2 separate regions of the Sus scrofa genome follow, and region 1 is linked to region 2. Evidence: chromatin contacts called from public Hi-C data. All regions are on one chromosome and are shown on one strand. The core of a region is the stretch at or near the end of the contact, and the rest is flanking DNA. Distances in the headings are between cores, read along the strand shown. Region 1 holds the start of ERRFI1 (ERBB receptor feedback inhibitor 1). Region 2 holds the start of PARK7 (Parkinsonism associated deglycase).

What was found. A called contact is a pair of places that touch in the nucleus more often than the background predicts.
Region 1: a Hi-C map of liver shows a contact between it and region 2, with 6 times the contacts expected there. The contact joins the promoter of ERRFI1 here to the promoter of PARK7 in region 2. A contact is called at or near these places in 1 of 5 promoter capture datasets (liver), 15 of 47 Hi-C or Micro-C datasets (alveolar macrophages, brain, embryonic fibroblasts and 8 more) and 1 of 2 datasets of contacts at active chromatin or transcription factors (alveolar macrophages).

Annotation. Positions count from the first base shown.
Region 1 is chr6:68,678,114-68,683,983 of Sscrofa11.1, forward strand. ERRFI1 (ERBB receptor feedback inhibitor 1) reads right to left here and starts at 4,516. Exons shown (of 5, transcript XM_021095275.1): 1 at 4,353-4,516.
Region 2 is chr6:68,625,505-68,630,840 of Sscrofa11.1, forward strand. PARK7 (Parkinsonism associated deglycase) reads left to right here and starts at 3,823. Exons shown (of 7, transcript NM_001078663.1): 1 at 3,823-3,832; 2 at 4,828-4,945. The coding sequence starts at 4,856.

The sequences.
Region 1 (5,870 bases), core at 3,266-5,765, 53 kb after region 2:
AATGACCACGGTCATCCAGAGATCTGGGCTCCCTCAGTCGCCTATAGGGCTTCAGTGACCCAGCAGAAATGTCCCTTTCCTACAGAGCGCTGCCATTAGCCAGCCACCCACCCCCACCCCCACCCCACACCCCCACACACCACACGATCGTATTCTTCCTTTTACACATACAATAGATTTCTAATTGTAAAAGGTACATGATTTCTATTCAGATCTTAACCACAAGGTGCACAAGAGTCTAATGACGGGGAGCGAATCTTTAAAACGTCCAATCTACTTAACGAGCATTTAAACCACCCAGTGAGGAACTCGAGGTTGTTACAGTGAACACAAACCCAGGGAGAGTAACAACCAGCTCACTGGGCACATCCCTGACAGGCATTGTTCTAAGTCCTTTATGTGGACTCATTTAATCCTCTCAACAACCCTGGGAGGTGGGTGACTGTCACTGCCCTGGCTTACTGACCAGAGAGCTGGAGGCGCCAAATTAGGTAACTTGCTCTAGGCGGTGGGGCCCAGACTTAAGCCGGGCTCTGCTCCCCAAGCCCCAGGCCTTCCTTGCAGGGGACAGAGCTGACCCACTGCAATGCTCAAGCTTCAAGGCTGGCTCAGGCAGACGGTGCTGGGGATTGGCTGCCTGCTAATCGTTTTTCGTGGGGAACCCTTAGCTATGAAAGTGCCTCTTTGACGTCAATGCCCTCAAACCTGTTATTATTTACAGGTTGGTCCTCCATGTCCTTTAAAAAGGGCGGGTTGAGGTATCAGCCTTATATTCTGTGACCACTTCAAACAGGTCTTTTGAAACCGTCAGCTTTTAGTGACATGCTCATCCCCCCAGCCCATTAGGAATCCCATGACAGCATGACACTTGACACAACAAAGGGCTGTCTTCACCTACAAAAAGGGGTTCCTCTATCTCCCCAGGGGGCCTCTTTTTACTGCACTGGCAGCGCGGGCCCCAAGGCTGGCGTTGTAACCAGGCTCTCTGGTAAAATCCACAACTTTGTAGAATGTCTTGTATTTTTGCAAAGCACTCCACACATTACAAAGCGTTTTCTTTTTCTTGTCTTTTTGTCTTTTTAGGGCCACACCCACGGCATATGAAAGTTCCCAGGCTAGGGGTGGAACTGGAGCTGTAGTTGCCAACCTACACCACAGCCACAGCCATGCTGGATCCTTAACCCACTGAGCGAGGCCTGGGATCGAACCCGCGACCTCATGGTTCCTAGTCGGATTCGTTCCCGCTGCGCCATGACGGAAACTCCCCACAAAGCGCTTTCTAACACGTTATCTCGCTGGATCCCCACAAGGTCCCTGTAAGGGGAGGCGGGGCTCCCAGTCCCCATCTCCGAGAGGCGGAAACAGGTGAGGTTGGATAGCTTCCTGTCGGCAAAGGGCCATTGCATCTCTTCTGCCTGGCGACCCAGAGTTGTCCCCACACCACTTTCCCACCTCTCCCTCCTAGAGTCTCCTGCATTTTGGGCAACAGCTACCCCTCTCCTCTGAACATTCTCGTTTACAGACGTGGAAACTGTCAGAGGGCCGGCCCCGAGTGCCAGTCATCTGGAGAGGAAAACCCAATGTGCCCAGGTGCCTAGGTGCCAGGTTCTTAGAGGGCAAAGGCCTGACTGTTTGCACAATCAGATGCTTCTTCTGGACCAGACAGGACGCTAGGGGAGAGGCTGGCTCTGAGGAGGAGGTACCAAGCAGACAACTTCAGACTGGGGTAACTTCCAAGGAAATGCAGGGAACAGTCGTGAGGACAGGAGGCGAGAGCAGCTGTTTGCACAGGTGCTTAGGGAAGGCTTCGCTCAGGTGACTCTCAAAAGTCAAGTCTGAGGGAGGAAGAGAAGGCAGCCGGAGGAGTTAGGGGATGGCCGTTCTGCACAGAGCAGGGGTGGCATTTTTAAACCTAATCCGTAACTTGGTCGCGTTGCATTGTCTGAGGGTTTTCAACAGTGTCTTCTGAGCCTCACCTTCGTCCCGTTCCCTCGGTTCAACTTCGATGCTGCGTTGCATCACGGCACTCTGGGCAGAAAAGGGTTCATTCACGTGGCCAGACCCCCAGTTTCAACAATCTGATCCGTGCCCTTTTAGTCATATACTGCCCGATTTGATGGTCTAAGGGGTTGGATTAAAGTATCAACAAGGACTCCAAGTTGCAGCATCTGGTTTTTCCTTCTGAAATCTGAATCCCACACTCACTTTCCCCTATCTCAAAACAAATTTCGGTACTCAGCTAGTAACGTGTGTTCTGAACCTTGAAACTCACCAGTTTTATCTGTCTTCACCAAGCATGAGTTTCCACTGTGCGAATAATGCCAGAATGCCACAAAGGGATTTCCTGCATCTAGGGAGCTAGTCATCAGCTTTTAGAAAGCATGGCCAAACACCAACACTAAAGGATGCTAGAGGAATCCCGACAATGAGGGACCAATTCAAATTTATTTAGATTAAGATCAGAGTTGTTCCTCTGGTAGAGGGAGCCTATGACATTCAGATTCCAGGAATTACCCTCGGCACCACCTTTTCCCTCCTCTGCTCACTCTTCTAGAGCAACCTGATGGTATGCAGACATTCAGGTCAGCTTCAAGCATGTTAGATTGTACCTGTAATTTAGGTGACTTGCTGTCTAAAAGCTACCATCAGTATTAGCAGAAAGGAAGTATTATCTGGTTTGACTTCTGAGCAGCAGCAGCTAAGGGTTATTTCCACGCAAAAACTCAAGTCTACAGTGTAATTAAGTCTCACAGAGAGGGACTAGTATCCACTGTGAACTCAAAGGAGGAAGGCCAATGCATCAAAACGGAGATTCTACCTGTCAAAAATATAAATCATCCAGATGTTTCATAACAGCCATAAAAGAAAAAAAAAAAAAACAAAAAAAAAAAACCAAACCAAACAAGATTTGCTTTCAGACCCTTATCAGTGACTGGTCCAATCCCGCTGAGCTTTAAAATGTAAAATATGCTTCCCTGCAATTATTTATCAATCATCAACTATGTACAAAGCTGCATAAGATAGAAGCTGTACAAGGCAGAGTTCCTGCCCTTAAGGAGTTTACAATCTAATATCTGTTGGGTTATAAATGGTTAGTCCTAGACCTCCTCCCACCTATCAGTGTCCACGGGAACACACAGCCGCCGAAAAGAAACCTCTCTGGGAAGAGGGTAATGACGGCCAGTGTTTGAACTCCATGCTACAGCCTGTATGTATTTCTCTTTAAATCTGCTCAAAGAGCTTAGCTGATAACATACTGATAACCAATCATAGTCAGCATGTTAACAAGAAACCCCGACTTCTTTTATTTTGGTCTTAGCAATATTTAGTCATTTATTGACACAGGTACCAAAATGCCTTTGTTTAAGGAAAACGTGCACCTATATAACTCCAGTAGGGTTAAAAAAGAAAGACAGAAAGACAGAAGGCAAGACTAGGTATGGTGGACTTTAGATGCTTCATTCTCTCACATGTATCCCCACTGCATTTGGAAGAGATTTACGAGAGCTTAAAACTTCTGCAGAACACTTGTTCTCCAGAAGGAAAAAAAAAATCATTTTAACCTCACCTTTCTTCACCCCTGACAGTTGCCTAGAAACCAGTCCTGCCCTACCTGTGTTGCAGGTGTACCTAAAGTCACCAACACATCTCTTTTAAAGCTACAGTCTCTATTCTGACGGCACTTAAGTTTATGACTAACAATCTATTCATATTTTTTTATCAGGTAAGAGACTGGTTTCTTTCAAGCGATGATGAAACCTTAATACAGACTTCGCAAGCACCGATACAGTACCAATCACGGTAAAAGAGTCATCTAATTTGTACAAAGCTATGATATACACATAAAAACACACACACACGAGAAATACCCAAGAAGCGTTCACCTTTCAAACACAGAACTCTGCAGCTCCTTTCCTTGTGAAGCAGAATTTAGGACGTTCAGAGCACAGAACCCCGTACTGGGGGGAGGAAGAGGAGGAAGGCACGGAGCTGCCCACATGAATTAAGAACACCGACCGGGGATGAGCGTCGTCGCCGAGACTAGGCAGTGGGAGCGCGGGTCAGAACCGCTGCGGATTCCGGGCCCCCGCCGCTCCCAGGACCCGGTTTGCCGGCGCAGCCCCCGCGCGGAGGAGGAAAGAGCCCGAGGCCGCCGCCAGCCCGCGGGCGCAGGACCCCAGGTCGCCGCACCGGGAACCGCGTCCCCGGCGCCGGCCCCTCCCTCTGTCCCGGGAGATTCCGCGCCGGGCGACCCTCTCGGCGCCCGGGGGGCCCGCCCCGCGTCGGGAGCCGCCCGGAGCCCCGAGGGGCGCGGCGCCAGCCTCCCCGCCCCCGGCCCGCAGGCCCCTTACCCCAGCGGAGCCGCGGCTGCCCCACGGCGCCCTCCCGCGCATGTCCGTCCCGGCTGTCTCAGCGCCGCGGGCTCAGGGGCCCGGACACCGCGCAGGCGCCTCGCCACTCGCTAGCCGTTCACTCGCGCTCGCGTTCCCCACTCGCACTCGGCCGCCGTCGCCGATGCCGCCGCCGCCTCGCTATATAGCGGGTGGGCGGGTCCGTGACGTCACCACCCACCGCCCCACCTCCTCGGCGCAGCCAATCCCGGCTGCGAGCCGCTTAAAGGGGCGATGTCACGGCCGAGGCGCTCGCGTGGGGTCCACCTGCATCGCGCTGCCCTAAGGGGCAGCAACCTTTTGTCTCCCGCTGGATGTGTTTCTCGGCCGCCGCGGCCTTCACACCTCCTCTCGGCTGAATCCTGGCGGCCGCTGCCCAGCTCCCGGAACCCCTCACCCTGAATTTTCCTCCGAAGTGGGCGAACCTCCTGGCCGCGGCCGCGATTCCTGCTCGAACCAAAGGTGGCGCCGCGCCTCGCGCGGGAGTTAGTTACATCGTTACCATCCACGAGGAGGGTTTTGTCTTCCTGTGTCCGCGGGCCGCCGCGCGTGGGTGGGCTGAGGGCACCGGAGAAGGCGAGCGGGGCCTCTGCGGGGCTGCCCCTGCAGCCTGCAGGCCCCGCGCTCACCACGAGGCCCGCAGGCCGCGGCGTGGGAGGGCAGTGTGGGGCAGGGAGGGACATCCAGGGGCAGTGCAAGACAGGGAGGGACAGCGTGGGACCAGAGGGGACAGCATGGGAGAGAAGGGATGGTGTGGGACAGTGTGAGACAGTGAGGGGTAGCGAGGCCATACTGGTGAGGGCCTTTCATGGACCAGTGCCCAGCCGCCTCTCCTCTGACCACAGGTTTGTCGATGGAGGCCAGGCCCTGGTGGCAGTTGACCCGGAGAGGGCTGCCCACCCCCAGCCTGGCATCTGCCTGAGTGCCCACTCTCCTGTTTACTTAACAGACCCACACCGACCTCAACATCTTTTGGCATCAGGGCAGCCACGGATGCCCAAGGACAGAACACCAGCAAGCCTGCTGGAGGAGGTTTCTCGGGGCGCCGGTGATGCAACTTAGGCTTATAGTTTAACCGTAAAATAAATAATACAAATGATAACAAACCAAGAGTAACTAAAGTAAGAAAAAAAGCAAACAGACAGAAACCCTCCAGGTTTAGCTAGAACAAATCCGCTGAATGGTACTCTCCATTAAGTGGAGGCCGGAGACCTGCTGCTGACCTCTTTGGTCTCTGCAGAGGCCCAGTCTTGCCTTTCAGCAATAACGCAGGATAGTTAGACATTTAGTGCTACCTAATTGGGGTGGTTTAACATATGGAGTGAGATTCCGACCTCATTACCAGGTTAACTATTAACTTTGCACTCCCTGAAATGATTTGCCTTTTCTCTCCTATTATTTACTTACATTCTTCTAAATTTAATTCAAAGGCCTGATTTCGAATTCAAGGCCTTAAGCACATGCGTACACACACACACA
Region 2 (5,336 bases), core at 2,573-5,072:
GGAAGTCCATATATAATGTCTAAAACCAACACATGAGAAATAATTGTATTAGCATATTGTTTTAAAATAGAGAAAATTACCAGAAGTGTTGAAAATATTTGCCTCAGGGGAGTTCCTGTGGTGGCTCAGCAGGTTAAGGACCTGATGTTGTCTCTGTCAGGATGCAGGTTCAATCCCTGGCCTTGCTCAGTGGGTTAAGGGTCCAGTGCTGCCACAGACTGAGGCTTGGATCCAGTGTTGCCATGACTGTGACGCAGGCCACAGCTGCAGCTCTGACTGGCCCCCTGGCCTGGGAACTTCCATATGCCGCAAGTGTGGCCGTAAAAAGAAAGAAAAGAAAAGATTTGCCTCTGGAGAACAGGGCTAAGAGGTGTGAAGGTCTGATTCAAAAGGCTGCCGTTTTTTCATGATGAGCCTTTCAAGGTGCCAGTGGGCAATTGCTGTGTAATGAAATCTAGGTACTACATTCTGTTCCCTGGAGGAAGGCTCTTCTTATGGCAACGCAAAAGCACAAGAAAGCCAGCCTAATCATCAGGTCACTGCTTTTCAGGGCTTTGATCAGGTCATGTCACGTTAGCCAAAGCAAGGACAAACCCAAAGTCAAGGGGCTGCAGGTGGAAGAGGAAAGAGTAAATATTTCTGGAAAAGAATCCAATCTAGGGAGCTCCCTGGTGGTCTAGTGGTTAGGACTCAGCGCTTTCACCGTTGCGACCCAGATTCAATCCCTAGTCTGGGAACTGAGATCCTACATCAAGCTGCTGCATGCTGCAGCCAAAAATAAAAAATAAGTAAATAAAAACCCAATCTACCCTAAATATTATTTTTGAGTTTTAAAAACTGTATGTATTATATTCATTTGATAAAAATTCACTCTGACTCAGGTCCCTTTGAGAGCCTGAAGGCAGTGCAGATGTGCCAGCAGTGTTAACTCAGACTCTTTCTCTCTCTCAGTGAACTATCATTGTCTTGCCATTTTTATTCTGACTGTCTCATGCTGCAGCAGGCCATCAGCATGTTCATTTCTGTATAAGAATTCAGTACAGGCACTAGAGCAAAACAGCCTGTCTTCTCTTGGTTTTCCTCCTGTAGACCTGAATCTTTCATTGGTTCTTGAGGCATGTCTGACCACTTGCCTTCTCTCCCTCTCTGTCTCTCCTGTTTCCCACACCCCTTCAAAATTAAAAGGAGGTGACTTTTGCCTTCATCCTTTGCAGACAGCCAAAGATGAAGTCATTCTAGAACACCCAAAACGTTTTCTTCTTAAAGTGCAAAATGATTGAAGACACTTAAATTTTTTTGCTTGAGTGCAGAGTAGTGCATAAATTAATTGCATATATAAATCTACGTACAATTTAAAAAATTAAATCAAAACCATTCTCACCCCGATTGTAAGGGTCACATGAAATATATGAAAGTGCTCTGCAAACCAACAAAGAAAAACAGCATGTTATTTCTTGAAAGTAAACATAGGTTTAATATCTAAATTGAAACTTTAAAAACTGACATTTTTTAAAAAACTTTTTTAGGAGTGTGGGCAGCAGGTTAAGAACCCAACTAGTATCCATGAGGATGCAGGTTCAATCCCTGGCTTCGCTCAGTGGGTTAAGGATCCAGCATTGCACCAAGCTGCTGTGTAGATCACAAATGTGGCTCAGATGTGGCATTACTGTGGCTGTGGTATAGGCTGGCAGCTCCAGCTTTGATTCAACCCCTAGCATGTGGGAACTTCCATCTGCCGCAGGTGTGGCCCTAAAAAGAATAATAAAAAAAAAAAATGTAACTCAAAATGTATCAACATGTAAGAAATATAAAATGTAAAAACCTGTTTGGTTTCATATATTACTGGTGAGAATGATAAGTGATTCATCTTGTATGGAGTTGCTCAAATGCACTTCCCCCTTCTGGGAATTTACCCTCCAGTTATACCTGCGCAAGTAGGACATATGAATGTGGTCATTCAGTGTATGCTGTTGGCAGAAATCAGTTGGAAATAACCTAAGTGTTAGCAGTAGGGCACCAGCAAATAAACTGTGTCCACAAAGGGATACTATCTCTCCAGGGAGAAAAATGAGGAATTTCTTTTTGATATGGAAAATCTCCAAGATATTCCCAAGAAGGTAGTGGCAACAGGAAAGGAAGTGCAGAACGATATAAATGCTCTGCTACATTTCTGTGAGCAAGAAGGAAAATAATAGTACACACTTGCATCTGCTTGTGCATGCAAAAAGCAATAGTGGAAATGAGTAACATTGTTACCTAGGATGCGGAAATGGAACTGGATAGGGACCTGCTGCCAGAGATGCGAGACCTCTGCTCAATGTAACCGCTATCATTTTGGATTTGGAGACTAGCAAAAGTAGCAATATTCAAAGATTTCCAAAACTAAACTTTGAGATTGTGGCTCTTAAAAAAATAAAATAACAAGGCCTTTAGCTAGCCAAGATGAGTTTAACGAATAGTAGAAGGATTGCAATTCAGGACAAGCCAACTAAGGCGAACCATAGGCAACTGCAAGGAGATGAAAGGAAGGCCAGCTTGTATTAGATTTTATAGGGAAATTTGGGAGGGCTACCGTGGGTTTTTTTATTTTGTTTTGTTTGGCTTTTTAGGGCCGCACCCGCTGCATATGGAAGTTCCCAGGCTAGGGGAGGAATGGGAGCTACAGCTGCCTGCCACAGCCACAGCCACGCCAGATCCAAGCTGCACCTGCGACCTACATCACAGCTCACCGCCATGCCAGATACTTAACACCCCTGAGCGAGTCAGGGATAGAACCCATATTTTCATGAATACTAATTGGGTTCCTCAACGCTGAGCTACAAGGGGAACTCCAGGAATAAGGTATTTTTAAAATATGGTATGTACTTTTTAAAACATGCTATTGCCCACTTAATAGACTATAGTGTAACTTTATGTGCACTAGAAAACCAAAAAAAGTCCTGTCTTCCTTTATTGCATAGCTGCTTTATAGCGGTTGTCTGGGACCCATGTGTTATCTCCCAGGTACACCTGGAGATAGGTCTGAATTATGTGCTCAGCGGTCACACTAATCCTGTGGATGCAGAAGCAGCATTGGAATACTTAAAAAAAAAATTGTTTTTTGAGAAACTAATACACGTGAAATTATCCATCCTAACCCAATTAGTCACGGGAACAGGTGATGAAGCTTGGGAAGACTTTGAAGAATCCTAATAGTGCGGAGGAGAATCCTAATAGTTCGAGAAGGAGCTCCAGGAAATAGGAACAATGCAAAGGGAGACCCAGGTCCACACAGGCGACGTAAAGAAACAATTCTGTTTTGCTAAATTGTGTGTTTAAAGAAAGCCGCCACGGCTCTCTAGACCGCACAACACGTCCACGCTGAGGCACAAAGCGGGTTCATTTCAGGGTGCGCCCGGGAGCACTGTAGGGGTACAACAGGCAGGCGAACCCCAAGGTTCTCCAAGCTGGGTTCGGCCGGATGTGACGGAACGCGAGGCCCGCGCCCTATCTCTACGCAGTGCGGGGCTGAGGATGCGGGGCCGAGGATGCGGGGCCGAGGATGCCGGCCGGGCGGCGTGCGCCTGCGCAGTGCGGGGCCGAGGATGTCGGCCGGCGGCGTGCGCCTGCGCGGTGCGGGGCGAGGATGCCGGCCGGCGGCGTGCGCCTGCGCGGTGCGGGGCGATGGCAAGCCGGACGGCGTGCGCCTGCGCGGTGCGGGACTGAGGCCAGAGCCTGGGGGCACGCGTGCGTACTCGGGTAGATTCCCGTTTAGTCCGGTTCTGGCCCAGTTGTCCTCGCAGGGACCAGAACGGGCCGAAGCGCTGCGTCTGCGGGAAGAAGCGAGGTTCAGGTCGGGGCCTTGGGGAGCGCGGCGCGTGCGCAGGCCGTGGCTCTGGGGGCGGCGAGGGGGTGCTGAGCCCCCGCTGGAGGGTGGCGGGGCCGCGGAAGGGAGCGCCCCAGAGGGTCCGCAAGGCTCAGGGCCTTGGGGAGCACGAATGGAATCAGGCGGCCTCCCGGGGTGAGCGGATGACGCCTTCGGCCGCCGGCGTGGTACCAGCTCTACGGCTGCGAAAATTTGCGTGCATACCGTCCCACCCGCTTGGGGCTAGTTAATCTTGTGTTTGCTGACGTCATTTTATTATAATCCGTTTTGCACGGAAAACAAACTCTAGAAAAAGAGTAGGCTATAAGCTGTTCAGACCCTAGCTTAGCAGCTCTCCTGTGTAAGAGAGCTAAGTGCAAAGAGAGACAGTCTAGCAGGATTGGGTTTAACGAGGGGGATTCCCATCTTAATCTGTCATTTAAGAAAAAAAAGTGTTCAAATATTTAACACTGTTAACCCCCACCCCGCCCCAGAATTTTCAGTGCAGTTATTGGAACTAAAAAAAAAAAAAAAAAAATTCCTCCAAAAATTTCAGGGGCTAATAGTTAAAACCTGTGTATTTCGTTTTTTACCCGTGAAAGTTCAGTCCCGTCCTTGTGAACTAGTGCTTGAAAAAGGAGGCGTTTTATCTCCCCCGCATTGTGTGAAATGCAAGACCTAGGAACTTGGGTCTTGGAAAACCTCATCTGTGATATGTTATTGGAAATTGGATTTAAAAAAAAACAAAATCTAAGCAATAATGACACGTGGTGGCAACCTTACTGTGTTTTCACCTCAAAGAGCAGCAGCTGAAATTCTTTGGGAACCCTAAAGTGCTTCTTCCTATTCATTTGTGCTTGTCTATCAAAACCTTTCTGTAGGAGCACTTAGTTACTCTGCTTAAAAAAGTTTCTAAATTGAAAGTTTTTGGCTCTTAGAGGGTGAAAGTTTTTCCGAAATCTTTTTTTTTTCTTTCTTTCCAGTTAAGTCTTCAGAAAATACAACATAAGAATGGCTTCTAAAAGGGCTCTGGTCATCCTGGCTAAAGGAGCAGAGGAGATGGAGACGGTTATTCCTGTAGATGTCATGAGACGAGCTGGAGTAAGTCCTCCAAAGTTTTCTAGCCCTCCTCCCTTTTAAAACATTTTTTTTTTTTAAATTGATTTTTGTCATTTTGAATGGAGTAATGTTCGGTGTACTTTATGAAATATTTTAAAAGTACACGACCGTACAGAGACTACATAGAACCAATTACCTGTTTATACACTTTTCCACGTTTAGTACTTGTTAACATCCCATATTTCTTACAGACCTGTTTTTTTGTTTTGTTTCTTTTTTTTTTTTTTTTTTGTCTTGTTAGGGCCACACCTGAAGCATAAGGAGGTTTCTAGGCAAGGGGTTGAATCTGAGCTGTAGCCGCTGGCCTGTGCCACAGCAATGCCAGATCTGAGCCGCATCTGTGACCTATACCACAGCTCACAGCAATGCTGGA